2 separate regions of the Triticum aestivum genome follow, and region 1 is linked to region 2. A link is a contact called in public Hi-C data. All regions are on one chromosome and are shown on one strand. Each heading gives the region's core, a stretch centred on a gene start, on an enhancer-like site or on the middle of the called end of the contact. The rest is flanking DNA. Distances are from core to core; before and after follow the strand shown.

Region 1 (5,183 bases), core at 1,151-3,650, 520 kb before region 2:
CTTCTTGCCATGAGTCCAGCAGTATCAATATCTTATCCTTCACTTGCATATCGTGCTGGATATTCAGAAAATAAGCATTCCAAAAGACTTAGGACTACGTTTGATTGTTTTCCATTAGTACAAAGAAACAGAAGACAGAAATCAAAGTAAGAAATATAACCACAAAATGGCAACGCAAAATATATGATCCATTATGGATGAATCGCAGACATGACTGTTACCATGTTACCCAATAACAGTTAGCAAGTTCACCTGAAGAAGAGTGATGGTTGAGACTCAAACACACAAAATAACAGGGATTGGCCAAAAGGGTTCTTATTGTATTTGTGATTTTACCAAGTATGTCTAACATGAGAGTTCATAACATTCATTCATAAAGTTCTAAATGACATGACAAAATTATCTGTCACTAAATATTTTTTGGATAACCAAGTAAACAAGCATACAAAAATGGATGTAGCCAAATTGTGTTGAACACTGAGAAATATCTGGAAATGACTTAGAAGGATGAAGGATCAAAGGAGGGTATACCTTCTTCTGAACAATTTTAACCATTTCTTGTAAAACATGCAGCTCAGCAACTTCAGAATGAACATATTCACCACAGTTCTTCATCATTGTCTCCAAGAGCTGCAAAGAATTTTATAACCAGTGTCAACAATAAAAGTAGCCCATGAAGTTATCTTGGTGGGATAAATAACTTGACTTATTGCTTTCTTAAGTTAACAATCTTACAGTGGCAGATAAGTATAATAGTATCTGAATTACTTCTAACAAACTAAAACTGACCAGAAAAACAAATCTAGAGTTTTCACAGCAAATCATTACAGAAAACTACCAATAACACATATTATTAGAAATACGCACCGTCAAAGTGAAAAACTGAACTTTCGGGTCCTTATTCTGCAGCCGCTTCTTTACTGCTTTTACCGCATCTTTTGTTTGCCTGATAAAGGATTTGCAAATATATTAGCATCCGGTAAGGTAAAGCTTCTCTGCGAATACATAAGTTAATCTGGATGTCCTCCAATCAGTACATTTACACAAACACACCATAATCCAAAGGTTTATTTATTTGGAATCCTCTATTGAAACATAATGGCAATAAATCATAAGCAATTATATAGTAATCTGGATGCCTTCCCACATATGAATACCCCAGCACAATAGAAGTTCAAACACATTTCCATCATGAACAGCTGTGGTGCAGTTTGGTTCCGACAGATCATTGCCCAACAGGCTAGGCTAGGCATCAAAATTAGACAGGAAGTTTCTTAGTGCTATGGATAGCTTATCAATCATATTTTCTCGACCACAGAACTACTCCCTCCGTTCCATATTAGTTGTCGCCTCAAACGGATGTATCTAGCACTGAAATACATCTAGATACATCCATTTCAGAGACAACTAATATGGAACGGAGGGAGTACTACCATTAGAATCGATATCTTGATTGGCATGAATGGCAAGCAAGCTACTGTGCACACCATTGCTGGAGCCATATAATGAACGGTCCTGTATGCATATTCCGTCATAATCCTTGGCGACATCTCACCTGACGCTCCAAAAGGACCATACCTGAGCTCGAGCTTCAGTTTCTCAGCTCAGCCTAAGTTGAAGAAACTATGAAACGTGCCACCGCAAGCTAAAAGTAACCTACACGCGTCTGCTTAGTACTTGCAGCCCATATTATAGTTGCATAACAGAGTAATAACTAATAACCACTAGAAAATTGTCCGAGGTAACAACAGGCTAGAGGCCACTTCCTACCAATCAACTCAAGCCACCTCGAATCAATTAGCTAGCAAGAATTCCCAAATAGATTGCAATTTTGACCCAAAAGCCGCCCCAATCGATCGGGTCAACGGCCCCCCGAAGCCAAAAACCCCGCCGCCAGCCACGAGCGACGCAACAACAGCAAGGACAAAGCAACAAGCCTCGCGCGCGGGACAAATCCCAAATCCCCCACCACCGTAATTCTCCCCACTCAGCGGCAAGCACCAAAAGCGAAACAACCATAGCAGGAGGCGGGCGGGGGGAGAAGGGAAGGGGAGGCGACGATCAGTAGCAGTAGTCACCATCGGTCGGCGTTGAGGGTGTCGCATATTTCGAGGTTGACGGCCCAGTCGGGCCCCTGCAGCAGATGGCTGGTGGCCTTGTCCACCCGCGACGCCGCCGGCAGCCGCGACCCCGGCCGCGGGGCCGTCCCCACCGGGTACATCGCCGGAGGCCCCTTAGCTTGCCTAGCTTCGCGAAACCGCCTCCCGCGGGCAGCCTGGTCCTTCCGGCGGCGGCGGTCGCTTGGGGCTTGGGGAAGCGCAGCTCCTCTGACGTATTCTCGGCGCCTCCTTTTACGAGGAGAGGAGGAGGGGAGGCGAGGATGGCAGGTGGACTAGCCAAATTGGAGGAGGCGACGAAAAGCGGATTGGGCGCGTTTATCCACCTGAGGCCGCGCGGGTGTACGTCCATGACGGGTGGGTCCGGAGGCCACGTGGCGGCGGTTGCGCGGGGTGGTCGGGGCTCGGAAGGTGCCGGAGGCGAGGCGAGGCGAGACGGACTGGGGTTACTTACCGGTTTGGGTTTAAGCGGGTTTTTGCTTTGGCTCGGTCGGTCGTCTTGTGCGGGAACGGGGTTTATCCGCGCACGCGCTGACGGTCCTTGCGTTGCGTTGCCGTCTTTGGTTAGACCGATGAAAAGTACGCAAAAGGGGCTTCTGCACTGAGAGCTTTTCATTGATCAGCAGATGGTTAAAGGCTTAAAAAAGCTCGTATAGAAGTTTTTTTAACATAATATAGACGCAAGTGCTCATATATACGCGCATATACTTATCCGTATGACTATAAATGCACACACGCACACACTACATTTATGAGCACCTTCGAGGCACTGAGCCGGCATGTCATCCCGAGATTTTACTAGGTCACACCGTAGGCATCTCATAGTCGAGGGAAACATCTCCTCCTACTGAAGGCATATCGATGAAAATCCTAAAATAATTTGGAATAAGAGCATCTATAGCCGAACCTCTCAAACCCGCCTCATACACCCCGACGGGCTGCCCGGTCATGATTTTTTGACCCAGACGGGCCTCTTAAACGGCCCTCAAACGCTCGGGCTGACCGGCACCTTCTATATTCAGCCCAAATATGGGGCGAATATGGGGACGCCAGGGCACGCCCACCATGTCGGACTGGCGAAGGGGGCCCAGCCGGAAACGCTCTCAAACCGACGGTCCGAAGCTCGTCTCCTCCGTTAGATCGGCGGCGCCGCGTGGTGTAGCTCCGGCGGGCCGCGTAGTGCATTGCCCGACTATTTAAGTCGCTCGGCGGCACCTAAACCCTACCATCCATCCACATTTTCCTCCTCCTGTCCGCCGCCATCGCCACTTTACCCGTCCGCCTAGTAGCCATGCCCCTACGTCGTCGGGTGAGGAGCGAGCCATTTCTGACGTCGAAGCGCCGGCTCGAGCTCCTTGAGCGGATCCGGGCTAGGCGTGTAGCCCGGGTAGCCGCGGGGCTACCTCCGGATGCAGTGGATCCGGAGGAGGAGATGGAGGAGGAGGAGGATGTGGGGGACGCTGGCGATGGGGATCTGCAGGCGAAGCAGCAGGTCATCCTTGATTCCCTCCGGTCGGAGTCGGCAGCGGAAGCGGTCGTCATCAGGAGATGGAGACGCAAGAGGCCGTAAAGGAGGCGGGTATATCCACCTACATGGATGAGGTCGGGCAGGAGGAGGATGAGCCGGAGCCCTCCTACCCGCCCGTCCAACCGGCGCCGGGCACCGTCGTCGTGGACATCTCCAACGACGAAGAGTAGCTAGAGTAATACGTAGGATTCCTTTTACATGCTTTGTATGAATCTATGGAACGAAATATGGGAGATGTGGATATAAACTGGCTAATTTGAGGCGTAACCGGTCAGTGTACATGGACGCGTTCGCGAATGTTTGAAAGACCAAATTTGTAAAGTTCGACTATGAATGCTTTAAATGCAAGCCTCAGGATTTTAACCATAGGTTGGTTCGCAGCTCGTTTAGAAGTTGGGCGTGGCCAAAGTCTCGCGGTCGTGTGCGTCCATGGCAAGTAAACCTGGCTACGCCGTACATACAGCATCTATTTTTCTTGAACGTACGTCTAATTCTTCGACACGAAGGCTTTTTGCGAAAGGCTGGCAGCTCGTCCGTACGCGCGAAACACACGTAGGAGAATCCGTGAATGTTGGGTCGCCCATGCACAGCAAATGCACTCCTTTCTTTTTGCTGAACACCGCCCCCTAAACCCTAGTAGTAGGCATGGATGGAATCGATAAAGAATGCAGACGTCCACGTCTCAGCCAACCAGTCAAAGGGCCCAACATTCACGGGGCCGACACGTAACCGTCCTTTCCAAGCCTCCGTCCAGCCGGGAGGATTCCTGCTGCGGCGCTGCCTCCTTTTGCTTAATCCGATCATCGAATCGAATACTAGCTAAAGTATTCTGTACGTTGCCGGTCGGGTGGAGCATCCGGCCGTCATCATCACGCGTTTCATTCCCAACTAATCAGCTGATTAATGAGCTACGACCAGAGAATGATTGACTAATCAAACTCGAGAAATTAATTCGCTCGCAGTGGGACAGAAGGAGACGGCTCTCTTTTTTTTTCGGGGAAGAAGAAAGAGCGCCGTTGACCCTGTGAACAGCATCGACGGGAGAACGACAGGCAGCGGGATATTTTTTTTCATTATTGATTGAAATGAACACCCCGATTTCATAATCACACCGGCGAAGCAAAATCGCTGGCCATCGCAACGTTTTACATCCAGCAGGACTGACCACCCAGATGCATGCGAGGAAATTCAATGTGATGGGATTGTTGCTTTCGCCACGTGCATATGACGACTTCTCCGGCCGCCAAACCAGAACGAGTTCGTCGGTCCATGCGATCCGCCTCCGTTAAGTCGTCCGCTTTATCTTGACGTGATTTTTTTAACTGGAACATGCATTGCATAACTTAACCGGAACGCGCCCAAAGAAAACATGGTTAGAATCTTAGCCAGAACGCATCCAAAAAAAACATGGTTAGAATCTTCTAAGTCGGCACAAAGAGCACAACAATCGGACCTTGGACCATTCCTTTTGCGAGGTAGCCTGCCCCTGATAGCCTGCCATAAAAAAATCTTAATCTTGGGAGGCATACTAGCCGCCC
Region 2 (4,966 bases), core at 55-2,554:
AAAAGAGGAAACATCAAAGAAAATCAAAGAGAGCTGTAATGTTCATTCCTTGCTGCTGTTTAAATAACCTGATAGAACTAATCAATCTTTGTAATGGCTGTAACCAACAACTATTGCTATAGTAAATCAAGACTAATTTTTAACAGCCACTAATTTCCAGTATAGATTAACAATCTTAGTAATCCAAAGTAACATCACACAAACCCATATATGTGGAATAATATAGCAACCTATTGATCTGCTTATCCGCGCTCACCCTTCGTTCTGATTATATGTACTTACAACAACAGCTTAGTTGCTTCCACTAATCAAAGTGATTGATTAATGTAATGTTGGCACAAAAAATGCACTAAAGAGTTATCAAGTAATACATTGAGATTCGCTTCAACTGTTGACCTTCTCAACTTACTGACTTGCCTCATCATCCTATTATGCCAGACATAGTAGAGTTAGATAAAAAATTGATGCAAGGAGAGTGCAAAAGCTCTGGCACAAACACATATCAGTATATCACCGACCATCGGCTGCAGCTCGTCCATCAACTTTTGTTTATAATTTTTTAAGTTGTTTCACGGCAGGAGCAACCTTCATTTTCTTAATAGTACTAACTAACAAGGTGTAGAGACACATTAATCTGTTCAATCACCGGTTGGTAGAGAAAGAGGGATCCAAGTACTGCAGAGAGGAAAAGTGTGAGCGCACCTGAGGGGGTGAAGATCCAGTCGATGGTGGCCGCGCCGGTGATTACAAACAGGAGATGGAAGATCGGCGCCCTTGCCCTCGCTCGGTAGCCGATCCCCATCGCTACCTCCTCGCAGCCTCCACGAACAACACGAGACTCCTCCGCCGGAAGCCGCCTGCCGATTTAGCTGGATCAATACGCCGCCATCGGCGAGGGTGCGTACGGCCTCCGTCCCAGCTGCCGCGCCGATCCGAGCCAGCGTGGGAGGAAAGGGAAAGGTGGGGAAGGGAGGGGGGGAGGAGCTGGCGGACGGACGGACGGACGGACCTGCAGGGTGTGGGCCGGGAGCTGCCAGCCGTGCTTCCGCGCCATGGCGCCCTCTCCTCCGGTCGCCGGGTCGCCTCCCCGGCGGCGGCGGCAGGCCAGCTCCCCGCTGCTGTTGGGGTGGGCTGCGTGCTCTCCCGCTGGCGATGCTCATGCCGGCCGGTTACATGGGAGAGAGGCCGCGTGTGTGGGCTTCAAACCCGAGGGGTGTGGCGGCGGAGGCGGAAGGAGAGGGTTGGAAACGAGAAAGGTCAAACCCCGAGCCGTTTTCGCAGGGAAGGAAAGGATCCATCGCAAATTTAGCTAGGCAGGCGTTATCTGCGGGAGAGATATCCAGTGAAGCCGTTTGCTCTCGCGTGAGTGCGCGGTCCAGCGCCGACGTGGCTAGCGCGGGCGTTCGCCCTTGATGCGCAGTTGAATGTGTTTAATTTGAGAAGCTAATCCTTAACTAGTGACTTCGCTTTGCGGCGTGGGGTAAGCAAAATCGTGCTGTTTGGGCCGGTCCAGTGCGGGGCACATGCGCCCTGATTTTTTTTTCCTGTTGCTTCTTTTCTCATTTATGATAAATGTACATAAAATTGAAAAATGCTTGGAATTTTTAAAAATGGTCACCTGTTTGGAAATAATTTTCCTTAATTCAATTCTTTTTGGGGATTTCAAAAAATGATTGTGAATTTTAAGAAATGCCCAAAAACAATTATGAATTATGAAAAGACTAGATGATGCCCCGTGTGTTGCTGCTGCAACCTTGATAAAACATATGCGTAAACTGATGCTAGAAAAACTAAAACTATTGAAAAAAAATAAAAAATGCTCTCAAGATATATTTTGAAAACAATAAAGTATATGAAGCATAAAACAAAATGTTGTATAAAAGGAGAAATATATTTAATTGAAGTCAAATGGGATGCCATGTTAACAAAAATGTATAACATGACCTACCTATATTTGCTCCAAACGTACAACATATAAATATATTTAGGTCATGCTACAAAAATGTATAACATGGCCTTTTATGCCCGCACAAAAAAAGTGAATCAAATTGATATGCATGCTTGATGAGGTAGCATGATTGCATTAATAGATTAGTGCACAAATTGTAGCTTACGACCACATGCATGACTTGATGATGTCGCATGGTTGCGTGAAGGGAAAAATAGATAGTGGGTTGCAACTGTTTAAGAATAGAGGATTCATGGGTTTAAAAAAAGGTTATTTAAAAAAGCATTCATCAATTTGAAAATTGTTCCTGAATTTCAAAAAAGATTCCAAACATCAAATTGTTCTCAGATTTTAGAAAATCATTCAAAAATTTGAAAATATCCTCAGATCTCAAATACTATTCATGAATATCCTACTACTGAGTGTAGTTACTCCCACTTTTGTTCCATACGTTCTAGATAGTATCTATCATATTGAAGAGTATGTACGCATAGTAGTATATAAGAATGTTTAGGTAATATATATACTACTTTTTTTGATAGCATGTACCATATTTTGTACATACTCATTTCACGTACAAATGTGTACGTATTTCACAAATACAATAAAACTATGAGCTCACTTGCAATTTTTTCATATGACTCACTTTAGAGTATCTTAAATATAGTATATGAACATATTAAAAATAACAAAGTAGAGTATATAGTACCACATGGTAGTATATGAGAAATAGGTGTAACTACACCCAGTAGTAGTATCTTAAATATAGTTCAAGAATTTGGAAAATGTCGCCAAATTAAAAAAAATTCAAACATTCTCAGATTTCTAAAATCGGTACGATCTTCTAAAAATACAAAATTTTGATATGTTCCAATTTTCTAAAAATATAAGGATTTTGAAAAAAAAAACATAAAATTTTAAATAGAATAAAAACAAGAAAAGGTAAAAAAAATCGAACAGAAAATGAACAAACAGAAAATCCTAAAATAAATCATAAACTAAACAAAACAAGAAACCAGTTGAAGAAGGTTCTAGAACCTTTCCAAAACTGATTGGATCACGGTAAATGTACCGACCAATTGTAGCAACGCCTTGTAGGACAGGGTGCGCCATTGGGTGGTATTCCTCGTGTAACACAAAGAATAGGATTTACATCGCCACCGCACCAACCGCCCACCGGATCTACGTCGCCTCGGTCACCTCCCGACCGGATCCGTTGTCGGCCGCCCACATTGCTTGCCCGTGTCGCCACTGCCCTCTGCTTCCTCCCGTGTCACCTTTCCCTGCACATCTGCATCAAGCGCTGGGGTGGAGCAACTTATGACTTATAATTTGGGGTGATTTATAAGTTGGATCCGTTTGGCAAAATAAGTCACCTTTTTCACTTTTCGACTTATAAGTTGGTGACTTATTTGAAATCAAACAGGGCTTAAAACAGGTCATCGACCAGTGAAGCATGAACCAGTTCTTGTTATGAATGGTGGAACTCCTTAATACCAAACAGACAAAGAGGTACATCTATCTATGAGGATACCATTCTTGCTATGAGACACATACCCAAACAATTTGCTGCAGAAATCATCATTCTTGGAAGCTGGAACAACCATCAATACGAGCATGGAGATATTATCTTAAACAAGACATGATTCTTCTCAAGCACGGGATAAAGAATAAGCATGCATACAATTTCTCACAGTGGATAGACAATAACTTATAAACTGATGATCTTTATGCCTAAAACAGGCACCGAGTAGTCTTTTTCTTGTTTCTTCAGACCCTTCTGGGGGTCTTTTTGTAAATTTGTATTATTATTATATTAATAGAAAAATACTGTAGAACTATTGTCCTGCGGTCAGGGTTTAAAAAAAAAGCGTGAACCGGTCCGGTCCATGTCAACCAGTCCAAGCCGCCTCCATCGTAATTCGATATGCCTTTCGGCTCAAGGCGAGCCTCACCTCAACTATGTGTTGAACTTTTTGACCCATGTGCACTAACATTTTCTTGCGCCTTAGGGGAATGATAACAGAACACCGTCGTCGTGTGTTAAATGGGCTCAGCCCGTAGTCTCTCTTTTACTTTGTGCGATGGGGATTTGTTCTAGGCAGTCCTCAGTTTTTTTTTTTTTTGCGAATAAGGCAGTCCTCAGTTGTTGTTTGGCTCATTTTTAGTTTCATCATGTTGTTGTTTGGAATATCTCCATGCTTTTATTATTTTCAGAAAAAACAATTAAACATGCATAAATCATGTAAATTCAATCGTTGCTCAGATCGCAAAGAATTCTACATGAAATTTGGTTAGAAAAATGTCTAGATCATGATTATGTTGTTTGCATCCATCTTTGACCTGCTAACATGGTGTTTTCATTTAATTTTCATTAGTTCTTTAAATAACTTGCCTAATGTTCATTTTAAGTACGAGTGGTGGGTCCTTGAGTCAGACCGCTTGTAGTCCGCCACGCCGAGGTTGTAGCATCTTCTCATGGTGGTTGCCCTCTCCTGCGAGCGGAGCGTGCAGATCGTCACCGACGGTGAGCCATCTGGTGGGGAAGGGCCGCGGCGAGTATATGCTGCCCTCGCCATAGCTGCATGTTGCGTGTTGTTGTGGCAGAGCACGAGCTGTGTGTGTCTGCGGCAAGAAGAGGCTGCTCTCACCGGAGCTGCAAGCTGCGCATGATTATTTTGCCATGGATTTGTGTCATTTGGAAAGAAGCACAAAAAAGAGGAAGATAGATTGTGTTTGGAACTTTGGGTAGAAAAATTGAGTGGAGGAGGACGTCCCGTGAAAAAGATAAGTTAAATGCCAGAGCAGTGCGTGGGCTATCAGCCGCGAGCCCACTGCGCGGGGCAATCGGCGCTGGCTTCGGCCGGTGGGCCGGTTGTTGAACCTTTCTATACATACCCTCCCAGAGCATTTATGTAGGGAATCGGCCAGCCATTATATTTTTCTTCTCGCTCGCACCGTGTATATTTGGATTGCTTACCATATGTGTCATGTAGTTGTTTACACCCAGTACATACT

The links. Hi-C and Micro-C count contacts between places; a contact is called where the count stands out from the background.
Region 1: a Hi-C map of leaf shows a contact between it and region 2, with 2.7 times the contacts expected there. The contact joins the promoter of LOC123060012 here to the promoter of LOC123059940 in region 2. A contact is called at or near these places in 2 of 5 Hi-C or Micro-C datasets (both in leaf).

Annotation. Positions count from the first base shown.
Region 1 is chr1A:495,342,384-495,347,566 of IWGSC CS RefSeq v2.1, reverse strand. LOC123060012 (TOM1-like protein 6) reads right to left here and starts at 2,400. Exons shown (of 9, transcript XM_044482576.1): 1 at 2,079-2,400; 2 at 868-946; 3 at 532-630; 4 at 1-55. The coding sequence starts at 2,221.
Region 2 is chr1A:494,819,823-494,824,788 of IWGSC CS RefSeq v2.1, reverse strand. It overlaps LOC123059940, which reads right to left and starts at 1,304. Exons shown (of 7, transcript XR_006427663.1): 1 at 1,010-1,304; 2 at 703-857; 3 at 372-426.